2 separate regions of the Anser cygnoides genome follow, and region 1 is linked to region 2. A link is a contact called in public Hi-C data. All regions are on one chromosome and are shown on one strand. Each heading gives the region's core, a stretch centred on a gene start, on an enhancer-like site or on the middle of the called end of the contact. The rest is flanking DNA. Distances are from core to core; before and after follow the strand shown. Region 1 holds the start of CSRNP1 (cysteine and serine rich nuclear protein 1). Region 2 holds the start of ACAA1 (acetyl-CoA acyltransferase 1).

What was found. Hi-C and Micro-C count contacts between places; a contact is called where the count stands out from the background.
Region 1: a Hi-C map of liver shows a contact between it and region 2, with 3 times the contacts expected there. The contact joins the promoter of CSRNP1 here to the promoter of ACAA1 in region 2. A contact is called at or near these places in 2 of 7 Hi-C or Micro-C datasets (both in liver).

The regions. Positions count from the first base shown.
Region 1 is chr2:6,062,153-6,068,451 of Taihu_goose_T2T_genome, forward strand. It overlaps CSRNP1 (cysteine and serine rich nuclear protein 1), which reads left to right and starts at 4,502. Exons shown (of 5, transcript XM_066991433.1): 1 at 4,502-4,661.
Region 2 is chr2:5,513,387-5,520,090 of Taihu_goose_T2T_genome, forward strand. ACAA1 (acetyl-CoA acyltransferase 1) reads right to left here and starts at 5,449. Exons shown (of 12, transcript XM_066991431.1): 1 at 5,205-5,449; 2 at 3,983-4,076; 3 at 3,668-3,725; 4 at 2,675-2,754; 5 at 2,138-2,180; 6 at 1,296-1,394; 7 at 518-598. The coding sequence starts at 5,426.

The sequences.
Region 1 (6,299 bases), core at 3,252-5,751, 550 kb after region 2:
TGTCGGCACTCCTCAGCGCCTAGGTCATGTTCTGCAGCTCTCCCCAGCTACGAGGGTGCCTGTGCATTTAGGAGAGCGTCGTATCGCGATGCCCCTGTAAGGCACCGAGGACATGAGGAGCAGACAGCAGTTAGCACGTGTCACTAAACGCATCCGTAACCACTCAGTAAGTATATAACAGCACAGCATATAGGGCCTGAAGTGCTACAGATTCAGCTGTTGTCCAGCACCAGCCCAAAGCAGGAGCAGGTTCTCACAGAGCTGTGGCAGAATAGAGTCAACGAGGAAGACGCAGGACATCACCATCACATCCGCCCAGCCAGTGGAGGTGAGCAGCCCCAGGTATGTCTGAAGCGAAGCCTCCGATTTGCCACTTTAATGTCCATCTTTTCGGGGAAAAAACATCTCGAGGCCCCCATTTAACTTGTGTTTCAGATGTGTGGGGTGGGATGGAGCCCTGGCAGCAGGACAGGAAGCCCAGCAGCGGCAGCTTATTGGGACCGCACAGTGCATGATAAAACCTACACACTCATTTCACCTTTTACGTGCAGAAGAGGACGAGATGGGAAAGCACCAAGAGGCTTTTTACCCCGGGAAAATGCTTTTCATGCTGCAGGGGTGGTGAGGAGGTCAGCATCCAGGGCTTGCCCCCCCCTTATCTGGCCGCCCCGTGCATCTCGCAGCATCTCCCTCTGGTCCTTCCCGCTGCATCCTGCGCTTCGTCTCAGCTTTGCTGGGCCGGTCAGCAGGGAATTTCCTCCCACTGGAGCAGTGCTCGCATGGCACCCAGCCAGGGAACCCAGCTCCGGGATGGTGCTGCCAGCAGCCTTTGGCAAAGGAGCACAGCAAGGGCTTTCCTGGGCACAGGGGAGAGGAGGATATTCCTCCCGAGATGAAAAAGCTGTGCTAAAAACAAACAACCTGGTTCAGGTTAAAAAGAAACAGTTGTGTGTTGTTGGTTTGTTTTGTGTTTTTTTTTTTCTTGTTTTTTTTTTTTTTCCCCTCGAGTTCATTTGTTGGAGGATGGAGTCTCAGAGATGCAACATCAACAAAATGCACATTGAGTCAAAGTGAAATATTTCATTCAACCTACACAGGAAAACGTCTTATGTTATTTGAGGGCTATTTACCCTTCTGTGTAAGCTTCCACTTATTTATGCATGTAATGTTTTCAGGCTGATTTTAAAACAAGAAATGCTGATTCAAAAAGAAGAGCCAAAAAGTTTTGTTTCAAAGCGCCTTTCTCTCTCAGATGCACATAAACGTGCAGACTGGGGTCAGAATTGCTCACTGCATGATTGAATCGCTGAATAATTTCTGTCCTGCACGGGGCTCTAGCCCACAGCAGCTTTACTTTCATCGAAATAAATAAAAGCAAGGGAAGAAGTGAAACCTAGAGGTCACTGGTAGCCTTCCCAAACTTTTTCCAGGATATCCCCTTTCCCCCATGCCCTGGGTTTTGTGCCAAGCATGGCTAAGGGACAGTGACCGGTGACCTCCCCCTCATCCCACAGCCACATTTTGTAGAGAAGCGAGGTTAGGTTCCGGTCCCACCATACTGAAGCTCTCCGGGTCCCCAGGGATGGTGTGGTGACACCACATCGGCGCCAGGACCCGCGTCGGGCTCGGCGATGGGCAACCGCAGCCGCTGGGGTCCGACACGGAGCCGCCGGGTGTAGTCTGCGAGCCGGAGGAAGCGAGGAGCCAGCGTACAACCTGAACTTGGTCAGCCGCGACCCGAACCCCAAAGAGGAAAGCCTGCACGCATGACATCTTCCTGTTAGGAAATATTAATCACGGCCGTGTCCAAACATGGTAAACGAAACCTCAGGAAAACCACTCCTTTGGCGACCGAGTGCTGCTCGCCGTCATGTTCAGGAAGGCCCTCGTGCCTCAAAGGCAGGACCCACCCGGCAGCAGGGCACTGCAGTTACGTATTGCCTCCACGACGTCTGCGTCTGTGAAACAAATTCAGCTCATCCCTGCCGTGCTTTGGGAGTTGTCGCTGTTAGGTGTTAGAGCTTTAGGTTTTAAGGAGCATCCCCGAGAGAAGGCAGCACCATAACCCGGGGATTCTCACCACGCTGCTTGTCGATGGTCCAGCTCCAGCTTGTGGGGCAAAAATACGGCAAAATAGCAAAATTGAGGAATGTCAGGTAAACCTGCGCCTCACCTGCTGATGGAAAGGGTTTGATCACCCGAGTCAGAAACCTGGAGCTCTCTGGAAGCTCCTGGTGGCGTGCGGATATCTTCAGCTCAACACCACAGCAACCAGAGCTGGGGGAACCTGGTGCTGGCTCCCCGCTGCCCCCCAAACTCCAGGGTTTGCAACGCCTTCCTTGCCACAAAGAAACTCGCACAACAGTGCACGTCCAGCAGGAGTAAAATTAATAAAAATAAAAAATAAAAAATTGTCCTCCTTCACCATCTTTTTAATACCACTCTCAAAGCCCCCAGCGCATCGCTTCCCGTCCCACTAAGCCCACTGCTCGTAGGGCCCTGCGCTGGCAGGGAGTGGAAAAAAAATTATCACTTTTAATGTCGCTCCATCCCCCTAAAATGTATCTGCTGGTAGAACTGCACTGGGACATGAACCCATAAAACATTGCAACTCTTGCTGGTGGGGCCTTAAATCCTTCTGAGGGCCAAGCCTTGCTTATAGGGCTAAAGTCCTTTCTGGGATCCCTTAGAGGACAACACTTTCTTGAAAGGATCAAACTTATTTGGTGGCCAACCCATGTCCAGGGGGTCTACATCAATTTTGGGGGCCCAAATCCCCTTGGGGGATCAACCCTCATCAATAGGGCCCAAACACCTTCTGGGGCCAAAATCCCTTTGGGTTCAAAATCCCTTTCTGGGGACAAAAGCCATGCTGCTGTGCCCCAAGTCTTTTTGGAGGGCCCAAACACCTTAAAGAGGCCAAACCTTGCTTGTGGGTCCCAACCCCTCTGTGGGTCCCAAATCTCTTTTGCTGCCCAGCCTGCTTATGATACCCAAGCTCTTTGTGGGGTTCAAACCCCTTTCAGAGGTCAATTCTTGATCATGGGTCCCAAAACACCTTAGGCCCAAACCTGCCAGCCCAGATCTTGGTATCTAAGCCTGCTTGTTGGGTCCCAAACCTCTTGTGGGGCCCAAACTCCTCATGGGGCCCCAACTCCTTGTGGGACTCAAACATCTGGGCTTGGTTGGCTCCCAACCCGTGGGTCCCAAAACCCATGAAGGACCCAAACCCCCTGTGGGGTCCTTATTCATGTTGGTGCCCAAGCTGTGCCCATGGATCCCAAAATCCATGTGGGAACCCAAACACCTTGTTGGGCTCAAACCCATTGCCTGTGGGTCCCAAACCCCTGAAGGGACCCAAGTCATATGTGAGGCCCAAATCCATTTGGGTGTCCAAGCTGTGGGTCCTGTGGGGTTGTTGCTTGTGAGTCCCCAAATGCCATGCGGGATCTGAATACTCTGAGGCATCCAAACCCATTTTGGGGTCCCAGCGTGCCTGTGGGTCACCAAACCCTTGTGGAATCTGAATTCTCCAAGGCATCCAAACCTGTTTTGGGGTCTCAGCATGGCTGTAGGTTGCCAGACCCTTGTGGGATCTAAACACCGAGGCATCCAAACACATTTTTGGGTCCCAGAGTGCTTGTGGGTCCCCGACCCCTTGTGGGATCTCAACACCCTGAGGCGTCCAAACCCATTTTAGGGTCACAGAGTGGTTGTGGGTCCCCAAATGCCATGTGAATTCTGAATTCTCTGAGGCATCCAAACCCATTTTAGGGTCCTGGAGTGGTTGTGGGTCCCCAAGCCCTTGTGGGACCTGAATACACAGAGGCATCCAAGCTCATTTTAGGGTCCCAGAGTGGTTGTGGGTCCCCAAGCTCTTGTGGGATCTGAATCCTCTGAGGCATCCAAACGCATTTTGGTGTCCCTGAGTGGTTGTGGGTCCCAAACCCCTTATGGGGTCTGAGTATCTTGAGGCATCCAAACCCACTTTGGGGTCCCAGTATGCCTGTGGGTCCCCAACCCCTTGTGGGATTTGAATCCTCAGAGGCATTCAAACCTATTTTGGGGCCCTGGAGTGGTTGTGGGTCCCCGACCCCTTGTGGGGTCTGAATCCTCTGAGGCACCCAAACCCATTTTAGGGTCCCTGAGTGGTTGTGGGTCCCCAACCCCTTGCGGGCTCTGAACACCCTGAGTCCCCCAGACCCATTTGAGTCCCCTCACAGCCATAACCCCCCGTAGCACCCCACTTAATTTCCCCGATCGCACCCCCCCCCCCCCCCCCCCGTCCCCCGTGTCCCCCACCCCGTGCGGCCGCCACCCGGCGCCTCAGCGGCCCCTCAGGGGCAGCGCCCCCGGCGGGCCGGGCGGGATGGCGGCGGCGGGGCCAGGCCAAGCCGAGCTTCGGCGCCCCGCCCGGGGAACGGAGGAAGGGGGGGGGGGGGGGGAGAAGAGAAGCAGGAAACCGGGCGGGCCCGGGGCCGAGCCGGCCCCGCTCCTGTCACCGCCTGCGTCAGAGCCCGGAGTTTTCCACTGACGAAAAAGGGCAGCGCGGCGCGGCGCAGCCCCGGCAGCGGCAGAGCGGGAGGCGCCGCGCCAGGCACCGCCGCCGCCACTGCAGCCGGAGCCGCCGCCGCCGCCGACACCCGCCGCCGCCTCCTCAGGTAAGGGGCTTGGCTGGGTTATTTGGGGGGTTTGGGTTCGTGGTGGGGGGGTTTGGGGGTGAATCCGTGATGGGGGGTTTTGGGGATCGGGGTCTGGCTGACTGCCCCCCCCCCCCCCCCCCAACCTTCTTTCCCAGCCGGGCTGGGGGTGAAGGGAGCTGGGGGGGGGGACGCGCATCGGGGACACAAGCGGGACACATCGCGGAGCTCCCCGGACCTCTTGGCTAAGAGGGGGAAAGGGGAGAGTCTTGGGGAGACCCTGCTGTGCCCCCCTTAAAAAAAAAAAAAAAAATTTTTTTTTTTTTTTTTGGGGGGTGGGGGGATGGAGCGCGCCCCCCGTCAGCTCGCTAAGAAACGCTGCGCCTCCGGTGCGGTGATGGTGAAATAAAACCCGTGGGGGGGGGGGGGGGGGGGGGGGGCGAGCCCGGCAGGCTCCCTCTTCCCCAAACTCCCCGGCTCGGGGATGTTTTCCCGTCGCTACAGCAACACCTACCGGCGCTCCGACCGACCGACCGACCGCCCGACCGACGGACGGGGCGCCCCCCCCCGGGTCTCCTTCACAACCGACCCGGGGGGGGCTCTCACACCGCACCTTGGGGGGGGGGGGGGGGGGGAAATAAGGAACAAGAGCAGCGAATAAACCCGCTCGAGTTTCCAAACGTCGATTTATTCCTCTTCTCTGGCTTCCCCGAGCGCCTGTCACCTCCGCCGTGCCCAGCGTCGCCGTGGGATGGGGCTGGCGCGCAGGGAGAAGCCCTGTCCCACAGCTAATTATTATTATTTTTCCTTTTTTTTTTATATATATATATATTTCTTTTTATTATTTCCTTTCCGTGCTTCGCTTTCGTGCCGGAGCGTTTCTCCCGCGGCTCCCGGAGAGCCTTTAATAATTCAGCGCAGGAAACGGGGGCGTATGTACGGCCGGCAAGGTAACGCACGGCGTGTACCTACGGGAGGACGAGTATGGAAACCCGCCGTGAATTATTCATCAGGTGTAATCAAATAGAGGATTTTCCTAGACAAAGCACGCTTCGCCCCTTTCATATTTATTGCAGTGCAATCTGCGCCGAGTACATCTGGAGCCCGCTTCGTCCCGGCCGTGCCAGATAACCTTTTAATGCGTTTGCTAATGTTTCTTATTTACCTTTCGGGCTGTCAGGGAGAAAGAAGGGCTCGGTGGCAAACCCCGCGGAGTTTTTTCTTTGCGAGCTTCCCGAAATATTGGCAGGAGCGAGCTCTTTCGCCCTGCTTCCCCGGGGAAGGCGTTTCGCCCAGCCCCGCAGGAGAGCGCACTTGTGGCACCGCGAGCGGATCCGTGCCTCCGCGCCTGGGTCGTGCGGCGGCAGGGGAGGTTATTTTTAACCAGGGGGAAGGTTATGAAACCTTAGACCCGGCCTTGGAAGGGGGGGAAAATCAGCTGGGCTGAACCGGACGGCACCGCTGCTGGCCCCGAAACTGGGAAGCGACCTCGCAGGGAGGCTGCCCCAGCGGCGGCTGGGAACCCACGGAGGTAAATATGGCAGGAATTAAAATAGTTAAATGGACGGGCAGTGAGTCGGTGCCGATAGCACGGGGGTGACGAAGTTGCCTGCAGGCATTGCCAGGCTCCCTGCTGCCATGAGCTGGCGAGGATTTCGG
Region 2 (6,704 bases), core at 4,199-6,698:
GGAAGGATATTAGAGGTAGAATTGGGCTCACTCAGAGCCAAACACCTGCAGCAAAGACAAGCTCTTATAAGCTTGGCAGCTCTCTAGAAATGGCTACTTTGAAATACTCCCCCTCAGGGAAGATCACTTCTGCTCTGACGCCCACATTCGGTTTAAAATGACACCGAGCCAAAGCCACTACGAAAACACCGAGCTGTGCACCGGCTTCGGAAACCTCGTGGCAATTGTATCCTTCACACGATGACAAACACAGCTGCACTCGGTGCTCAAAGCCTGCACGTCTGGTAATAAGTGCGCAAAACCACGCGGCTCCCAGAGCAGCTCTGGACTCCGGCTTTCTTACCACACCACCCAGGACACGTGCTGGTCTTTGCTCTGTCCAAACAAGCTTCTTTACTCACTGTTAAGTTTTGAAAGGCAAGATGAAGGCTGCACTTAACCACTCATGCAAAGTTGTTTGTTTCCCCCTATCTCTACGTATTCAGTAATGAAAAAGGTAAAAATAAGCAGCATTTACTTTTGTTGGGAAGCCAAGGCAAAGGCATCTTGCTTCTTTCGGGAAACTCCAAACTTCTCTGCAACATTCTCTGAGGTTATTCTGGGGAAAACAACATCAGAAAAATAATCCAATAATATATCTAGTGAAGCTGGAATTGTCTTTTATTGACAACACGAGCTACAAGCAGTGGCTTCAGTCTCAAAGCTAACTGCTGACTTCTCAACCTGGACCTGCTTGGCAGGGGCGGGCCCTGAATCAAATCCATTAACCAAAACAAAGTTCAAATCCGCTCTCGTATCACACCACAGACTCCCCTCGGGGTCAGTTTAAGAGCAAAGAGGATGGCCTCCATCTCTGCCAAAGTGTGGCCATGCCAAGGGGGTTAATGAAGCTGGCAGGACAGGTACAGGAGAAAAGAATTCAAGGCAGCTGTTGCCTTACACCTTTAGCACTTCAGAGAACAGCAGAATATCCTTTTATAAGGAAATAGCAGCTTTGTTCTCCATGGAAGTTGAGATTATGAAATGCAAGAGCATTTCCAGAAATCCTAAACACACAAAAGTTTGTGATTCACAATTGTTTGTATTCACAAAGCCACTGAGCTTAACATATAAGGTAAGAAAATCTTTCATCAGAGCTGCTGATCTTCCCCACCCATTCCATACCACAGATCTTCTGCACCAGCCCAGGAGGATGCTGACGCCCACGGCCAAGCTCCCGGCACTCAGATCGGTGCGAAACAGCAGTCACCAGGGGATGGACAACCTGGAAACCCCTCTGGAAAGCAGACACTCACCCCATGGGAATAAGGCAATCTCGAGCTTTGCTGTTTTCCATCATACTGGAGCTGATATCGCCAGGGTTATTGGCACTTCTGAGGGACATCGTTTCCACGCTAAACACGGGAAAAAATTGAAGTTACTGCCACTGCATCCACTTATGATGATTGCTCAGCGTCTTGACAATATTATTTCCTATTAACCTACAGAAGTGCAGCTGATAATTAAAAACCGGCTGAGGCAGAAGCTCTTCAGGCGTCAATACAAAAATTAGCACAAAATTACAACGGATTGCTAGCCTAAGTGGGTCCTTGTTTCATTAGAACAGGATACCAACGTCAACAGTTCATTTCTCATGTTTCCACAGCAAGGAAGGAATTGCTAACTATTCTGGCACTTCTGTCTTCAGACGTAATGAGAAACCCAAGGTTCTTGGACTAGAGTTGTCAACAGCCAGAAAAAGGCCAGCGCCAGCTTAAAAACTGGTTGGCAGTAGAACAACATGAAGTATGAAGCAACCCAAGACAAAGAGGCTTCAGTGAGCTATGCCATTTGCATGTTGCAACACAACGAATTTCAGATGTGGGTCCCAGAGGCTGCAGTCTTTGACCTACAGATGAGTTAACAGATCGAAGGTACCCAATTTTACTGCACGAATACAAAGCCACCGCCTAGGACTAGCGAGCTTTTGTACAGTCGGACTTAGGCCACGAAGCTTAAGATGCTTCACAGTCTGCTGCCTTCTGGGAACACGGATCTGCTTGGAAGGGATTTCTGACGCCTCATCCGAGAGCTGCTGCAGAAGGACAGCGTGCTGCTCGCAGAAGGCCATAAAAGTGCCACAGAAAGATGTTCTTACCCACAGGCCAGGCCAATGTCATATGACCCATTTCGGATGCCACCTGTAACAGCAGGGCACAAACATTATTATCGTTAGGAGCACAAGCGCTTGGATTCCAGCTGCAGTTTTGTGACCACCTGACACACTCACTACCCCTGGAAGGGGCTTTCCCTCCATGCTCCAACGTAAGCCAAGGAGCTGACGTGGCTGAAGCTAAGCACGACCTGACCTGCAAGCAGGGAGGACAGGACAGACCCTACGAGAAGGAGCCTGACGTGGAAGTGGTGCTAGGAAGCACTCATCCTCAGATGACACAGGTATTTCTCTAAGGGTATCTTACATATCTCAAGGGCATGAGGTATATATATAAGGGTATCTTCGTATCTCAAGGATATGAAAGTACTCAAGTCAACACCACGCTGAGAATTCCCAACCGCAGAAGGCTTTATCACTGTTTTTACTGCTCAAAGGGACTGGAGAACAAATGACCAGGATAAAGGAGCCCTCGTGGTGCGGCAGGCATTAACGCCAACCCAAGTGCTCGTGCACGCTTACCAGCTATATTGATAATGGCCTGCAGCCCGGACGAGCACTGCCGGTTCACACTCGAGCAAGGCACCGTCTCTGGGATACCACTAGAACATGAGAGAGCGTTAAAGACCATGCAACAAACCAAACCACTACAGAGAGCGTTAGGCTGCTTGATTAAACTTTAACCCTCGTGCTCGGGACAGATCCCAATATACATTTGTTGACCTATTTGGACTTGCACCAAGACAAAGCAAAATTCATGGATAATTTCCAAATTGAATTGCAGGTGGCTCCACGTGCTGTTTCCCCACGAGTCTATTCTTCAGAAAGCGCTCAGTAAGCAGGTCCCTCTCACAAGCCTAGTTCCTGAGCTCTGACCAGAGCCAGAAATGCTCAAAGGCTCCACAATATTCCTAATTGCCTAATGCCCCTCCAAAGCAGCGACTGTAACCTGCTTTAGCAGAAGGAAACGTCATTCAGCAATAAAAACTGGCTGAAATATTTGGAAGCTGGGATGCAGCTGCACACATCAGCCACAATTCTGAAAAGCAAAGAACGGAGATGACTGCTTAGTTTGGGGCTCAGGTACAGCAGAGAGAAGCACAGCCCTGCGGTACGGAGAAGCAGCTGGGAGCCCACAAAACGAGACCTCCCGTCCAGAGGCGGCACAGAGGTTAATCAGCCTCACCTCTGCCTCCCTGGGAAGGCTGCCAGGAGCAAGCAAAGTGCTCACGCCTCCGTCACTGGCACCGCTGTGCTGACGGGGGGAGATCAGGGGAGCAGCGTCTGCGTGGAAGGGGAGGCCGCTCCCCGCAGCACCGCCCGGCCCCTGCCAACAGGGCCTGCTTCTCCCAGCAGGGCTCTCCGAACGCTCGATCAAAGTCTGACTTCTAGGCAAAAGGTGATCTGCCAGAAACTCCTACGAGCTCACGAGCCTCATCACGACCTCTCACCCAGCGCTGCTCTGTAGCCGAGGCCCAAGAAGACCAGAAGAAACCTCGATCTGGTTGAGTTTACCTTAGAAACTGTGCAACTCTTGCGACCAAAGCGCCGGCTCCCGGCTGCAGCACATTTCCTGCGTGCAAAGACAGGATTCCCATCAATCTGTTGCACTGCCCCTGCTATTTGCTGCGGACACCGAAGGGACACTAGTGTCACCGTGGCTCGGTGCCATCTGATCGGAGCCCAGCCACTTGGGACAGTCATCAAGGGCGTGTTAATTTCACGAGCGTAATAACGCCACGCATCAACCCCTTCTGATCCCCACAACACCCGCCAGTCTCCCGTGGGCCTGTCCCAGAGCCTCTAGCAGGACGGAGGGCGATCACTCACCCACACAGATGTCTCCCAGCGCCTCTGGACGAAGCCCGACGTCCTGCAGGACGGCGGTCATAACGGCAGACAGCAGCTCATCGGGCGTGGTATCCTGCAAGCACACGGGGTTAGCGCTACTCAGCGAACACCGACGACTGCCCCGCCACCAGCTCGCCTTCGTGCTGCTGCAGAGGGTCGGTGCCCGGGCTTACGCAGCGCTACCTCACCTCTACAGCCACCACCAGACCGAGCTGAGTTTTCCTACAAAGGCGTTACTCTTATGTGTGTTTTTGCCTTGAGTGTTTTTCAAGCACTGTAACACGCGCAGCTTGCTCACCTAGCTGGGATTTATACGAATGTGTGTCGTAGGGCCTTGAAAGTAAAGCAACTAGGATGAGTTATATATGGCACGAGCATGCAGAGACTCGGAGTTCCCTCTGTGTAAAACCGAGATGACCCCAAAGGGCAGCAGCTGGACCCCACCACCCGCAGAGCTCCAGCTGAGTTACTGCGGGGATTTCAGCGCCCAGCAGCGCGTGGCACACGCCTGGAGTGGGTTTTGCACAAATCAGTGACTTAAGACTATAGCTGTGTGTGCCGTCATCGACCCCAAATTCAACACAGCCCCTTGAAAGCCCAGAAAAAACACAGGCAGCTTGGGAACACCTCATGTCCCACCACCACCACCTCCACTTGCAGGTGCCGTGGCTGTCCCGGGGCTGGGTTTGTGGGAACGTGATGTGAGAAGAGACTGAGGAAGACAGAAAGCGACAGCAGTCGCCTGGCACCATGCTTGGGTCTTGCTCAGACCCCGGGACACCACTGCTATGGCTCGGCAAGGAGAAGGCTGGCCCAGGAGGTCCACACCAAGAGGTCCGCAGCAAGGTGAGGGAGATGCTCCTCACCGCGGTTCCTCAGGGAACCGGGACAGGTGGGCTCAGCGTGGGGCAGGACATGACGGGGCTGGGCACCCCACAGCAGCCTGCGGGGCTAGGGGGCTCCCGGTGGCACCGCAGCACCCCCAAAAAATGATTTTATTTTCCTGATGGTTGGCGAGCGGAGCCCCCCCTGGGCGGTGGGCAGCGAGGGTAACCCCTGAGGGGGTGCTGGTGGGGGGGGAGGCTCAACACTTTGGGGCGGGGACAGCTCCCTGAGGGGGAAGCGAGGATTTTGGGGTCCGGAGGCGCGAGGGGCAGCAGGGAGGGGAACCCCCCCACACCCCAAAAAAGCAGAGCCGTACCTTGAACCCCCCGCGCTTGGCTCGGCCGATGGCCGTCCTCCTCCCGTGCACCACCACCACGTCGTCGGGGCCGGCGGCTCCCCCGGCCCGGCTCCCGCAGGGCGCTGCCCACACGGCGGCCGGGGGCTGCCCCGAGAGGTGCCCCAGCACCGCCCGCACCCGCCGCAGCGCCCCGCCGCTGCCCCCCGCCGCCATCTTGGCGTCCCCGGCCGCCGCCGCCATCTTGACGACCCCGCGGCGGGGAGGGAGGGGGGCGGGGCTTCGCGGGGACACGCCCTCTTCATTTGCATGGCCACGCCCACCGCTCGCTGGGCCCCCCCCCCCCGGGTTGGGCTCCGTGGGTGGGTGGGGAGGAGGAAGGGGGGAGGGAAGGGATTGGGGTAAATAAACGGAAAAAAAGGAAATAAGACAAATAAAAGGTTAAAAAAAAAAAAAAGTTAAAATTAGAATAAAAATTAGAATAAAAATAAAAATTAAAATTAAAAATTAAAATTAAAATTAAAATTAATAGCAAATTCTATGAGTGTCTGAAAAGATAAAATGCAAATAAATAAAAATAAGAATAAATGAATGAAACGAAAGAAGGCAGAAATAAAAGAGCCCGCCCCCAACCTTTTGCCGTGGTGTAACACCAGGCCAACGTGACCGGGGAGTGCATGCGTGGTGGTGGTCCCTATTTCAGGCCCAAGCCCCCCGCCCCGCTGCTCAGCAGCCCCCGAGGAGGGAACGACACAGGGGGCTGGCCACACGCTCGGCAGACGCACAACATCACACCGGAGCCTTTTTCCAACGGAAGGAAAACGTTTCTCTGGGATACACACGGCGACACCGCACGCGGAGCGGGGACACGGCCCCAGCAGGGCCGCCCCGCTCCCCCGGGTGCGCTGGGCAAAATAAAAAAAAATATAAAAAAAAAAAAAAAAAAAAGGAAATTTACATGGCATAATATTACATTCTCTTCTAGTTTTCATTTTGTACATCAGAACACTGCGAGGGTTTTTAAAAAAACACAAAGGCAAAGGCACCTGAGGAGCGAGTCGCACTCACACGCGCGCACTCACACGCAGCCTTGCACGCACACCCCTGTACACACCCCCCCATGTACACCCCCATGTACACACACACATACAAACACACTCACCCATGAGCCAGGGGACCAGGCTGTCCCAGGGAGGCTTTCTGGGGTGCTTTGTGGGGCTGACGAGGCCCCAGGGAGCGTTTTGGAGGGTCCCCCGTAGCCTCCCCCAGCGCTCGGGCAGCGCGGCTGGGCCCCACTTTTGTTCTCGAGTCTTTGGAGAAAATAACAGCTCACATCCACCCCTAAGGGGTGAAAAATCAAAGCTGAACAGGTTCGGTGAAAGGGGAGAAAACAGCATAAAAACATTTCCAGCTTTACTGAAACTCCCTTTTTGTTCGTCTCTTCTGACAACACCTTATTTGCCAGCACATTTTTTCTTGTGTTTTTTTTTTTTTTTAATCCATCCTCTAGAACTAACCAGA